Regions from separate parts of the Mus musculus genome. Here all the other regions are linked to region 2. A link is a contact called in public promoter capture Hi-C data. All regions are on one chromosome and are shown on one strand. Each heading gives the region's core, a stretch centred on a gene start, on an enhancer-like site or on the middle of the called end of the contact. The rest is flanking DNA. Distances are from core to core; before and after follow the strand shown. Region 1 holds the start of Itprid2 (ITPR interacting domain containing 2). Region 2 holds the start of Fkbp7 (FK506 binding protein 7). Region 3 holds the start of Atp5g3 (ATP synthase, H+ transporting, mitochondrial F0 complex, subunit C3 (subunit 9)).

Region 1 (3,802 bases), core at 907-3,406, 3.0 Mb after region 2:
AGAAAAAACGCAAAGCAGACAAAACCCGAGTTTGTCTCATTTAAAGAAGAACAATAGCAACGGACATCTTGCCTCAAGAGTAGGCAGTATTCTATGTAGACTCAGCATTGTATTGTGGATACATGAAAGATATGAAAATATGGTCCATAATCTCTCATGTTTACAAAGTGGCTGGTAAACTAAACATATTGTCTGGATCTGATCATATTATTTACTGCTTAATCCATTCCCCTCAATGAACAGCGTGTACATTCTGTTGTACATCAAGGAACTGTAAATAGGATGTGATCATGACTGGGGGAGCCACAGAGTGAAGACATCCCGGATCAGCTGGTTCATGCAGGCAGTAGACAGAACAGGAATGATTTAAAAAGCAAGGACAGAGAACCAGCCACAGCACATGGATGTGTCAGAGTGGAAGTTGGAGACAGCAAATGGATGGGACAGAATCCAACAGGGCCCTGGATAAAACTACTGGAGCCAGTGTCCTCTACAGCCTTTGACCAACCACACCAACACTTCTTTAGGCACTTTCTTTTCATCTGTCTCATATTCCACAGGCAGCTGCATTGGAAGGATATGAAAGAGGTACCTTCATCCTTAATATAGAGCTCCTGAAAGTCTAAGACATATTAATAACTAAATGATCCCTTACCAGTGAAAGGTCAAGTCACTGAGTTGCTGGTACCATCCTTGTAGCTCCCCTTACAGTTCACTGTAAGTGCAGGAGGGCCATGATAATGCTGGGATGGCTCCGGGAAGCCAGCTTGGATTTTGGAATTGGTCTTGGGGATATTGATAAACCATCAGGAGTTGTTGTTTCTATCAATGATTAATGATATATTGGGAACTATCAAACATATGGACCATGCTAGAAAGAAGTAAGGACCAAAGACAGGAAGGTCCCTGTGCTACTTTAAAGATGAATAGATTATGTGCAAAGGCCTGCACAAGAAACTAGGTTCCATCTCATCTCAAGGACACTACATTCTGTGTTCCAAAAACTATTTCCTTCATTTATGAATGCACACTTAACTTGGACTTTTATGAACTGCAAATATCTATTTCAAGTGGAAAATTTCTTCCTTAAAATATTATTTATGTAAAAATGTCCTTTTTAGTCAAGAAAAAGCATAAAAATAGACCAAAGCAAAAAACTATTCTCACTTTGCTTGCAGAGTTCAATAAAATGTTGGAAGCTTTCTATATTGTCTGTAGATGGTTTAGGACATTCACTGTTTGATATGTAACACTTTGTCTCAATCTGGATAGAATTTTAATCTTTTTTTCCTCATAGGAAATACAAGTATGATAAAGGGGACGGAGGAAGCTGGGATTTAAGAATTGTTTCAGAAGCTTGGCATGACCTGCTTCTTGTTACATCTTCTAAGTCCCAAATCCAAGCAGTTAGCTTTCTTTATACTCCCAGGTCGCTTTCTTCACTTCCTTTTTTTTTTTTTTTTGTCTGCAGCTTCAATGTGACATACCCACTTTTTTCTCACTGGATTTTCATACCTCACATAACCAGGACACACAGGTTTCTCAAAATGTGCGAGCAACACCAAGGTAAGCTTTGACAAGCTGACAGTACAATCTCACGTCTCTTTCATCCTTGCCCAATCCTGTAGGCATCCTACACTGATTAAGTCTCAGCAGCCCAGTCACTTGTTTGCACGCGGGGGCGTTTTATGAGACTTGGCCTTGGCACTTTACCTCTATTTCTGGACGAGAGAGGAGTTGAGAGAAGGAAAAGCTGTAAAGCAAACAAACAAACAAATCTGGCTCTTTCCTGAGGCCACCGCGAAGGGGCGGTTCGGCTCCTAGCCCGTCAGGACGTGCCCCGCCCCAACTCTCGTCCTCACCTCCCGGCAAGACCGCCACCGGAAGAGGGCGTGGCCTCCGTCGTGGGCGTGGCGCACAGCTGCGAGAGGCTGGACTGTGCATTAGCGGGGGCGTGGCTAGAAAGGGGGCAGGGCGGGGTCTTAGAGTAGGCGGGACCGGGCCGGGCGGGCGCTCGGCGCCTACCCGGCTTGCCGGAGCCACTCGCGCTCCTGCGCCCCGCCAGGCCGGGTTCACGTGAAGCGCCGGCCCTCCGCCCCTCCCTCCCTTCCTTCCCTCCCCCCCTCCCTGTCCCCTCCTCCTGCGGCGCCCGCTCTGGCTCCCCCGGGCCCCCTGCCCGGCTGGGCGCTGACAGCAGCGGCGGGGGTCCCCGCAGCCGCCGCTGTGTCCCGCGCAGGCTCGGGCTGGGCCCGCGGAGCCCCCGGCGCGGCCATGAACCGACCCCTGTCGGCGGAGGCGGAGGAGGAACTGGAGTGGCAAGTGGCGAGTCGCAGGAGGAAGGCCTGGGCCAAGTGCCGCAGCTCCTGGCAGGCGTCGGAGACCGAGGATCTGTCCACAGAGACGACGACGCAGGACGAGGACGAGGACGACGAGGAGGACCTCCCAGGCACGAAGCTGCCGGCACCCGCGGGGCGAGGTCGGTGCGCGGGACAGGGACGTGCGATCAGGGAGGTGGCGTGCTCCGTGCCACCGGGCGCGGGGACCGGACGCCCCCGAACTTTAAATGCGCGCGTGACCCGCGCTTCAGCTCCAGCATGTGCACCTGGCTGCCGGCTGGCTCCCCTGGGTCGGGCGCCGGGAAGGCTCTCGGAGGCTACGGGTTGCCAGGGCAGATTCTCCTGCAAGGGAGTGTCAGGATGGCACAGCCTCTGAGTACTTATGTTTGGGGTCTTTAACGAGCTGTCCCTTCGCTCTACTCCCGCAGGAAACGTGCCCAACGAGAAGATCGCGATATGGCTCAAAGACTGCCGGTAAGTAAAGCGGGGGTTGCCTGGGGGAGAAGCGAGGGGGTTCGACTTCGTCTCTGGGTCCCGTGGTCACTGTAAGCTAGGAACCGGAAAGTGAGCCGGCCGATAGCTTCCTTCTAGAAGCGATTAGAACTGGAAGTGCTGTGGCCGCTGATTATTTGGTGACCGAGTTGACGACTTCAGCAGTCCGGGCATGATGTCAGCAGCAGATCAGAAACTAAAACAGGTCACAGTGATGCTACTTTGGCTGGTCGTGCTTTCTCTTGAAATAATTTTGATGTTTCACAGAACCTTTTATTTTTCTTTATTTTGGCATCTGCATATCTGGCATAGAATCATTTTCCTTTCAAACGTGTTATAGACGAGTTTAATTTACTTAGCTACACTAACTGGGGTTTAATTTGTGTTGTGTGCCTTAGGTCTCTCTGGGGACCTATTAAAACTAGCCAACTTGCTCCTTGGAGTTTAAGTCCTGGGACAGGGTTTTGTCAGATGGCATTGGAATTCGCAGAAGGAAATGGAGCTTTGAAGGCATTCATACTTTATGAGTCTGTTTAGTTACATACTTTGGCAACCTGCACAAAAATGTTTGATAAAATACAGAGGAGATGGGTTTTATTACAAGTAAATTTGACTAAAGTAAAATGTGTTTTACTTCTATTTTTTCCCCCAGTTTATTTGCTCTTTGAAAAACCTTGTGTGTGAAGACTATAACTTTTAAACTTTGGTTGGCATTTGCTTCTGGGCATATTATTGTTTTCGCAAATTATGTTTATCCTAGGGATTATTTGGTTGTTGGTTTTTTTTTTTTTTTCTGTTTCTTTTTGAAAGCTACTCACATATGGAATTATTTTTTTTTTTTTTCCCTGTAAAGACCAATAGCTGTCTCTGTCTTAGTTCATAACTGGAGCCATACTGATTGTTAGCTGCAGAATTTTACTTAGGCATCATAGACTCGTCTGAAATATTATGGGATGTATAGGCATTCCTTTTAA
Region 2 (4,175 bases), core at 1,087-3,586:
GCTTATGGAATATACAGTCATCCTAAACACTGTGTCTATGCAGAGGATGAGAGTCTGGCTGGAGGTTGGTACTCCAATGCTGTCTTGTTTTCTTTAGACATGAAACGAAAGGTATAGGATGAATTAAATATAACAAGAATTTGTTAAACAAGTTTCTGTGATGATTTCTTCTGTAACTTTTTAAAATTGACAAAACACACCTAATTTAAAATTTACTTTTTTGTTGTTTTTTTTTTTGTTTGTTTTTCGAGACAGGGTTTTTCTGTATAGCCCTGGCTGTCCTGGAACTCACTTTGTAGACCAGGCTGGCCTCGAACTCAGAAATCTGCCTGCCTCTGCCTCCCAAGGGCTGGGATTAAAGGCGTGCGCCACCACTGCCCAGCAAAATTTACTTCCTTGACTATTTTTAAATAAGTATAAAGTACAATTGTGTTACAGTGCAATCTACATCTAGAACTCTTATCTTGATCACTGAAACACTATGCTATTCAACATCTCTCCTTTAGTCCCAGGTAACCACCCTCTGCTTTTGTGTCTGCTGGCTTGACTATTATAGATACTTCATATAATTGCAATCCTACAGTATTGATATTTTTTTGTGTCTGGCGTCTTTCACTTAGCGGATTAGTCTTTAAGGTTCATCTACACTGTAGCATGAGTCAGAATTTCACTCTTTTGAAAGCCTATGTAATATTTCACTGTGTGCCCTATACCCATTGTTTTATTTGCTCTCCCATCTCTGGACTCTTGGGTTTCTTCCACATCTTGCTTCTTGTGGACTGTGCTGTTACTGAGAACATAGATATGCAAATATCTCTTTGAGACTTACTTCCATTTTTAAAGAATATACAGATTTGTTTTGATTTTTTTTATAAACGACTTATCTTTTTTAAAGCTACTAAAAGATACAGCAAAAAAAAAAACCCACAACTTACCGTAGCCTTCTTTTCCATATGCAAACGAAGGCGGTATAATCACCTTTCTCTTTTCCCCAGGGCACATGTCCATCATAGCAATGTCCAGCCCCTTTATGACATGTCCGACACCAAGAACAAACCATTTGGGGTGGCCTTCATCTTGTGTCCGGCTATGAGAAACCATACTTAGTGTGTAAGTAAGACCATCTCATAAAGGAAACTTAAATACAGCTCAGGCACTTGTTACTTAAGACTGGAATCTCTTTCCCCACATTGCACCCTTCAGAACTCTGTCCTTTGCGAATTGTTTGGATCAAACTTCCCCATAAATTGGCAGAGCATATCATTGGAAAACATTCTGATTTCTGATTTTTGCCGTCCTTACAAAAACTACTCAATGGTTCACTTTTAAAAATGGGTCTCCTGCCTCTAACTAGCTGGATGGCTTGAACAAAATGACTCATTTACCTTCTCTGGGTTTGTTTCCCAAACCAAAGGGGCAGGCTGAGCCCTAAATTTCATTTTAAGAACGACTGAAAAATAGCATCCTGTCAAATTTCTCTTCTACGTTGGAAGAATAAGTTTTCCTCTAAATTGGAAAGAATTGCTAGACTGGAAAGATTGGCCTGTCTTTGAGGGGAAACAGTACAGCTAAACAGACTGCATTCAGTCAGACCGGACTAGGGAACAGAGAGAATGGATGTGATAACCAGAGTTTTAGAAAATGACCCACAAAGTCCAGAAGGAAACGCGGTAGCTTTCTTATACACTCTGTTTGGAATCAGACTTCAGCTCTGGGTAAGGAGAAAGTGTGAATATCTTTTCAAGAAGCCTCTAGATTTAGTTTTCCGGGTTCCAAGGACAGTGGTGGTGGTCAGTGCTCTGCCTGACGTAGTGAGTCTGCAGTCAGTTTACTGCGCTTACATTTCAAATAACTAAAAACATTCAGTTTTGTTTAGGGAATGTCTTCTAATCTAAATCGGCATGAAGGCTTAATTTACTGTTAAAAAACAAAACCAAAAAACCTTAAAACAAAACAACCAGTTAGGCTCTGGCTGCTGCTGCTGGTGGTAGTGGGCAAGATGTGGTCTATCAACTGAACTTGAACTGGACGGAGCATCTCCTACCTGCAGTAGAATTTGGAGCCGTCTTTAGCCAAGTAGCCATCGTAATGGGCATTTAGCAAGTCTCCTTTCCTGCTTGTTTTGGAGCAGTTTTCTGGACGGTGCAAAACTTCTATTTTCACTTCCTCAGTGCTTTCTTCTTTTGTTTGTCCCTGAGCATCGGAACAACACCACAGGCTAAGGAAAACTGCTAGTCTGAATAGGAGATTCATGTTTCCCAAAGCAGCACTCCCAGGCCCAGTGTAAGCCCCACAGAGTGTCAGCAGGCTGATCAGACTGAATTGGGACGCGTGGCAGGCATTGTCCTACGTCACAAAGGTCCAAGGCGGGGCTACGAGAGGCCCCGCCCCCTCTCGCACCAGCAAATCGCCGCCGGTTGGAGTGTGTCTTGGCCGTTGGGTGCTCCGGTTGGCTGTACTCTGGCTAGAATAGCACCGCACACCCTGTCCGCAGGTTTCTTTCGCCTGCAGTAGTCAGACTTGCGTTTCCTGAAATAAAACTGGCATTATGGTGGTCGTTTCTAGGCACTTAGGAGATGCTGCAAAATTTTATGGGCTCCACTTGATGCCCTGATCTTGCCTCTCCAACACTGCCTCTGCTAACGGATTGCTTGAATGGCTTGGTTTTAAATTTTTAAATGCTACACTGACCCATTTGGCCATAGAAAAAGAATAGATAGCTGTAGGATCCTAAATACAGTATTTTTAAAATATTAAAATGTTGGGCCAAGAAATTGATACAAAATGCAAACAGGTCACGGTGGGATATTCTAGTCGTTATTCTTTCTAATCACAGGCTTCTAAGGCCCCTACGGACTTGACAGGCACAGTGGATGCAGACATTTTTGGAAGAATAGGTTCTTGACAATATAGGTTGGCTGCTCTTCTCTGGATATTTGTGGAAGTCCTTGAAGGATATTTTTGGAGGGGGGGATATGGTAGTTGGAGTACTGCGAAAAAAGACTCCAGGCCATGTCTACCGCATGCAGCCAGGAGACTCTCAGAACACACAGTGGAGTGTCTCCAGGGCTTCAGCAGCCCATGCCCGGCATTGCAAAAGATAACTTGTGTTTCTGTCCCTAACCTCTTGAGGCCGCCCTTGAGGTGAAGGCCTTTAGCAGAGAAAAGCTTTTTTTTTTTTTTTTTCTCCCATGAGAATTCATTCACATCAGACAGGAAAACTGACTATTGAACATTTTGTTCCAATTTCACAGCTGGCTAATAGACAACAGAGATTAGTCCAGTCTCTTGATATATCCCCCTTATCCTTTTAGTATGATAAACCTTTCAAACAACACAAAACTCGAATTTTATGGTAAGTGTCAGATGCCCTCCACAGTTGAACTATCATTACTGAACTCTATGTGATTTGTTGAATATTCAGCTCGTCGATTCCCCAAGTGGACATCCCGATCACCCTATTCAGTCAGCCTTCCTGGAAGGATAAGCCAGGGATTTCACTACCTCAATACTGACTCTGCTTTATGCAAAGTAATTGGAATTTGCAAAACTTTCTAAATCTAAAAGTTGTCAAGTGTGTAAGGACGCCCTTCCAAGTGAGATTAAAAAAAAATTAAGAGAAATCCTTTTAAAAACAAAACAAAAATAGGATGCACGATACCTTCTTAACATTTTTCTTCTTAACCTCTTCTTTCCTGTGTGTGTGTGTGTGTGTGTGTGTGTGAGAGAGAGAGAGAGAGAGAGAGAGAGAGAAAGAGAGAGAGAGAGAAGGGGGGTCTGTCTGGCCTAGAAGTCACTGCGTAGACCAGGCAGGCTTGGAACTAACAGAACTCATCTGCCTTCCTCTGCTTCCTAAATGCTGGTATTAAAGGCATACATCGTGATGTATGACATTAAAAGAAAAAAAAATGTGTGTGTGTGTGGGGGGGGGGCCGGGGGGGGGATGCGTGTAACATGGCCCATGTGTAAATGAGGTTCTTTCCTTCCACTGTGTGAGGCCCCCAGGACAGTACTGGTCAAGCTCCCGGAGGCAAGCGCTTTACTTGGAAAGCTATCTTGCCAACCCTAGTTCCATAAGACCTTGTTGGAGGACCTCTCTGGCCTGCATACTACTTTCTTAAAAGAAGGATGTAGCCCAGGCTGGCCTTTGGTCCTTCCTGCCTCAGCCTCTAGAG
Region 3 (4,024 bases), core at 635-3,134, 2.8 Mb before region 2:
CAAAACCAGTAACTTCTTTATACTATAGCTTGGTATGAATAAATAATTGTATGGCTCAAGGAAAAAGAAAACCAAGAGCTTGATATAATTCTTATCTCGTATAAGATAGTTAACAAGACCTATACCTCTTAGGATTTTTAAAAGTATAAAACAGAATAATGAATATGCTTTTCAACAAAGCAGGCTTTTTTGGATAACCGTGGCTATTTTAAACACAGATAACTCAAAACTATAAATACAGCCTAAAATATTTATTTGCTAATTCAGAAGGTTGTGCTGGCCAAAAGTTCCTCTCAGTGGCTCACCTTCTATGTATTATTTAATAAAACTGGAAAGAAACCACCCATTAATACACCCCTTCATGATAACAACTCTGTAAGACTTATTGACAGTGTTTCCTAATTTCTGTTATTAATACTCACCTCTCCAGTCCTAGTCTCTGGCCGAGATAACACTGATGCAGAAATTGGTCTATATGCAACTCTGGATCCAGCTCGGATCTATTAATGGAAGGAAAAGAAAGAATTTCAAGTACTAAAGAGTACACATTAGTCTTCAGTGACCTCTTGTGCAACTTTAAACTCTAAAGGAGAAAGCAGAAGAGAACGAACAGATTTATTATCTCTGCAATTAGCATGGCCTTTGGTCATTGTGCATACACAAAGCCAACCTAAAATTTTATGCTAATGAACCATGGAATGTTCTATTTAATCTATCTGTAAACAAAAATCCTAAGACCAATTAGTTACCAAGTGACTGAGTGTTGTGGAAGTTTCAGTAACTGTAGTGCTGTAAATTCAAGTAAGTTATGTGGGCTCATAAGGGTGTCGCTATGATTTTGATCATTTACAACAGTCCAGCAGCTAATGAAGCTCCTACAATTTTCAAAGGATTCCTAAATACCCACTAATTCTAAATTTACTATAGAGTTAAGCATTTTGATGTCAGCTTAACAGCCGTTGCAATACTCTCACTATAAGGACATCTGGCAGTCTGGCTTCTCTGCCCTTGAGTGTCCACGGACACTAAGGTCACAGAAAATCCCTCCAGAACCAGGACCCGATTCTCTAGCACAAATCTTTTAGATTCAGACTTCACTTAAAGCCTCCAAAAAAGCAAGCTTCGGGGCTCCCCAACACCTTTCTCCGCCCACACAAGGAAGCAAAGTCCCTCCCTCTGCAGCGGCGAGTTTGACCTACAGACGCGCACGGGAAACGCTGTGCAGGCAACTAGGCCTCAGCTGCCCCTTCCTGACTTCTCAGCACCCCGACCTTCGCGTCGACCCCAACTCCATAGGGACCGGGCGGTGGGGGAGGGGCGCGCTCCACGAGCAAGGAGGCTGTGACCTACGCCCAGAAGGCCTGTCAGCTAGGCCTCGGGGGGGACACATGGCCGGGAACTGTCTGCGGGCCCCAGGGTTGGGAGGGAGGGAGGGAGGAGAGGACATCGGGGCAAGGGTGAAGGAGAGCCGGTCCCTCGGCGTGAATGCTGGGCCGAGGCCCGGGTTACGCACCAGAGCGGGGGTGCGGGCGAGCTTGGCGCAGGCGAACATCTTTCTTCCTGGCGGCGCGGCGTGGATCTAGGTGACAGGCGACGTGGGCTCCTCTCCCGCTTCCTCTCTGCGGAGCGAAAAGAGGCTTAAGGTCAAGTGTCCCCCCCAGGGGCCTGTCCTTGCCACCCCGGCCCCGAGGGGCCCCGCGCAGGCGGTCAGCGTGGCCGCGTGCCCGGGAAGCGCAAGCCCGGTGGACAGGGCCGGGAGACCCGCTCCGCCCCGGCCCGGGCCCCGCGCCCTCCGTTTACCTTCGCTTACCTCCCGAGGCGGCGGCAGTGGCGGCGGCAGAGGTCGAAGCAGTGGGGCTGGGCGCGCAAGCGCGGTGCGGCTCTTATCCGCGCCGCAGCACCCGGATGGAGAAGGCGGGGGAAGACGCTCAAGGTCACTTTGTAACAACTTTATTGGTAACTCTCAGAGGAGGACAATGACAGGCCCCCTCCGTGACCGGCTGGCGGCCAGTGAAATGAAAAGCACACTGAAGACGACTCTTGGCTTTGTTAGTGTTACTAACGGTGCAGATAATTTTTAGTTGTTGTCGCTATCGCAGACTGAGCCTCGCTCCTTGCACGTGCCAGGCAGGGGTTCTCCCAGGGAGCTACAAGCCGACCCTGATTTGGCTTTTATTTCAAACAGGGTGAGTTGCTCAGGCAGGCCTTGAGCTCAGTATGTAAGTTAGGGAGAACCTTGATCGTCCACTTTCACCCTTCCAAGTAGTTAGCTTCTTCATAACCAACTCCAGCGGGATTATTTCTTTGTAAGACTCTAAAACAGGGTTTTTTGTTTGTTTGTTTGTTTGCTTTTGTTTAAGACGACAAATCTTTTCTCAGAAGACCTACCTAGAAGTCCTGGGAAGAACAAATGACGGTTCAAGAGCTTTGCAACTCTGTAGACTAGGCTAGCCTTCAACTCACAGAAATCCTCCTGCCTCTGTTTTCCAAGTGCTGACATTAAAGCCATGTACCACTGTGTTCTGCTGCCTTCCACCATTATAACTGGGAGAATTAAGAGATAATAATGTATCATCATTTCGGACTAAAAAAGTGCCTGAATAGTTTTCAAAATCTATTCAGCACCCAGTTCTGATAACTTTGAACAAACCAGATGGATGCAGAAATGTCTCAGATAAATGGCTGTAGTTCAACGTCTGGTCTTCTTATTGATTTTTTTAAAATAGTTTTTTTGAGATAATATAATCTCATAGGTTCTCCCCTGTTTTAGGGTTTTAATGCTGTGAAGAGACACCACGACTACCGCAACTCTTAGAAACAAACAAACAAACATTTAATTGGGGCTGGCTTACAGTTTCAGAGGTTTAGTCCATTTTCAGCATGGCAGGAAGCATGGCAGTGTTCAGGCAGACACGGTGCTGGAGACAGAGCTGAGAATAGCTGAAGGAAGAAGGCAGGCAGCCAGAAGAGACCACTGTTAGCCATTATGCTTGCCTTATGCTTCTGAAACCTCAAAGCCTGCACCCCCCCCCCCCCCAGTTACACACTTCCTCCAACAAGGCCACACCTCCTAACGGTGCCATTCCCTATGGACCCGTGGGGGCCAATTTTTTATTCAAACACCACTCCCTCCCATTTCCTCCCCCCTCCTCCTCCTAGACACTTCTTGACTTTTCAAATCTGAGGCCTCTTTTTCTTTAGTTTTATATACATATTTAGTTGTATGTATATATGATATGTTTTTAGATATAAAATTATAACTTGCTCAGTCTGTTTGTTTTAACCATAGCATTTTCTCCAGCCTCAGAAAATCACCATTGTTTTTGTTTTGAACTTGACTATTCTAGATCCTTCATCTAAGTCCTGCATTATTTGTCTCATTGTAACTAGCTGCTGTTTCTTTTAGTTCATTACATTTATTTATTTATTCTGTGCATATGTGAGGGCAGACAGATGTGTGTATAGGTGCATATGCCACAGTGTGCATGCAAAGGTCAGAGAACAGATTGAGGGAGCCAGGGCTCTGTCCTCACCATGCGGATTCCAGGGATTGAATTCAGGTCGACAGGTGTAGGGCCAAGCAAGCACCTTGACCCACTGAGGCATCTCACAGCATACTCCTGCTTTTCTTTTTTTATTATTTCTTTAATGTATATGAACACACTGTAGCTGATTTCAGATATACCATGTGGTTGCTGGGAGTTGAACTCAGGGCCTCTGGAAGAGCAGACAGTGGTGCTCTTAACCCTCCAGCCCCATTTCTTGGTTATTTTTGAGACAGGATTTCTCTCTCTCTCTCTCTCTCTCTCTCTCTCTCTCTCTCTCTCTCTCTGTGTGTGTGTGTGTGTGTGTGTAGGCTTGGCTGTCCTAGAACTCACTTTGTAGACTAGGTTGGCCTCAAACTCACAGAGATCCTCCCGCCTCTGCCTCCCAGGTGTGGGGATCAAAGTTTTGTGCCTCCACAGCTAGACAGTTGCCCTTTTCTTAAGGTCAAGTTTTGGATTTTGAGATTGGATCTAGTCAT

The links. Promoter capture Hi-C pulls out the DNA fragments that hold promoters and counts their contacts. Capture Hi-C pulls out chosen DNA fragments and counts their contacts.
Region 1: a contact with region 2 is called in a promoter capture Hi-C map of pre-B cells, with 3 times the contacts expected there. The contact joins the promoter of Itprid2 here to the promoter of Fkbp7 in region 2. A contact is called at or near these places in 2 of 39 promoter capture datasets (liver and pre-B cells), 1 of 484 Hi-C or Micro-C datasets (CD4 T cells) and 2 of 9 other capture datasets (adipose tissue and liver).
Region 3: a contact with region 2 is called in a promoter capture Hi-C map of adipose tissue, with 3 times the contacts expected there. The contact joins the promoter of Atp5g3 here to the promoter of Fkbp7 in region 2.

What each region holds. Positions count from the first base shown.
Region 1 is chr2:79,633,269-79,637,070 of GRCm38.p6, forward strand. It overlaps Itprid2 (ITPR interacting domain containing 2), which reads left to right and starts at 2,157. Exons shown (of 18, transcript NM_080558.4): 1 at 2,157-2,476; 2 at 2,765-2,810. The coding sequence starts at 2,272. Gm46751 (a long non-coding RNA gene) reads right to left here and starts at 1,794. Exons shown (of 2, transcript XR_001783386.2): 1 at 1,714-1,794.
Region 2 is chr2:76,670,762-76,674,936 of GRCm38.p6, forward strand. Fkbp7 (FK506 binding protein 7) reads right to left here and starts at 2,337. Exons shown (of 4, transcript NM_010222.2): 1 at 2,045-2,337; 2 at 936-1,087. The coding sequence starts at 2,253.
Region 3 is chr2:73,909,442-73,913,465 of GRCm38.p6, forward strand. It overlaps Atp5g3 (ATP synthase, H+ transporting, mitochondrial F0 complex, subunit C3 (subunit 9)), which reads right to left and starts at 1,885. Exons shown (of 5, transcript NM_175015.3): 1 at 1,811-1,885; 2 at 1,514-1,619; 3 at 423-500. The coding sequence starts at 1,552.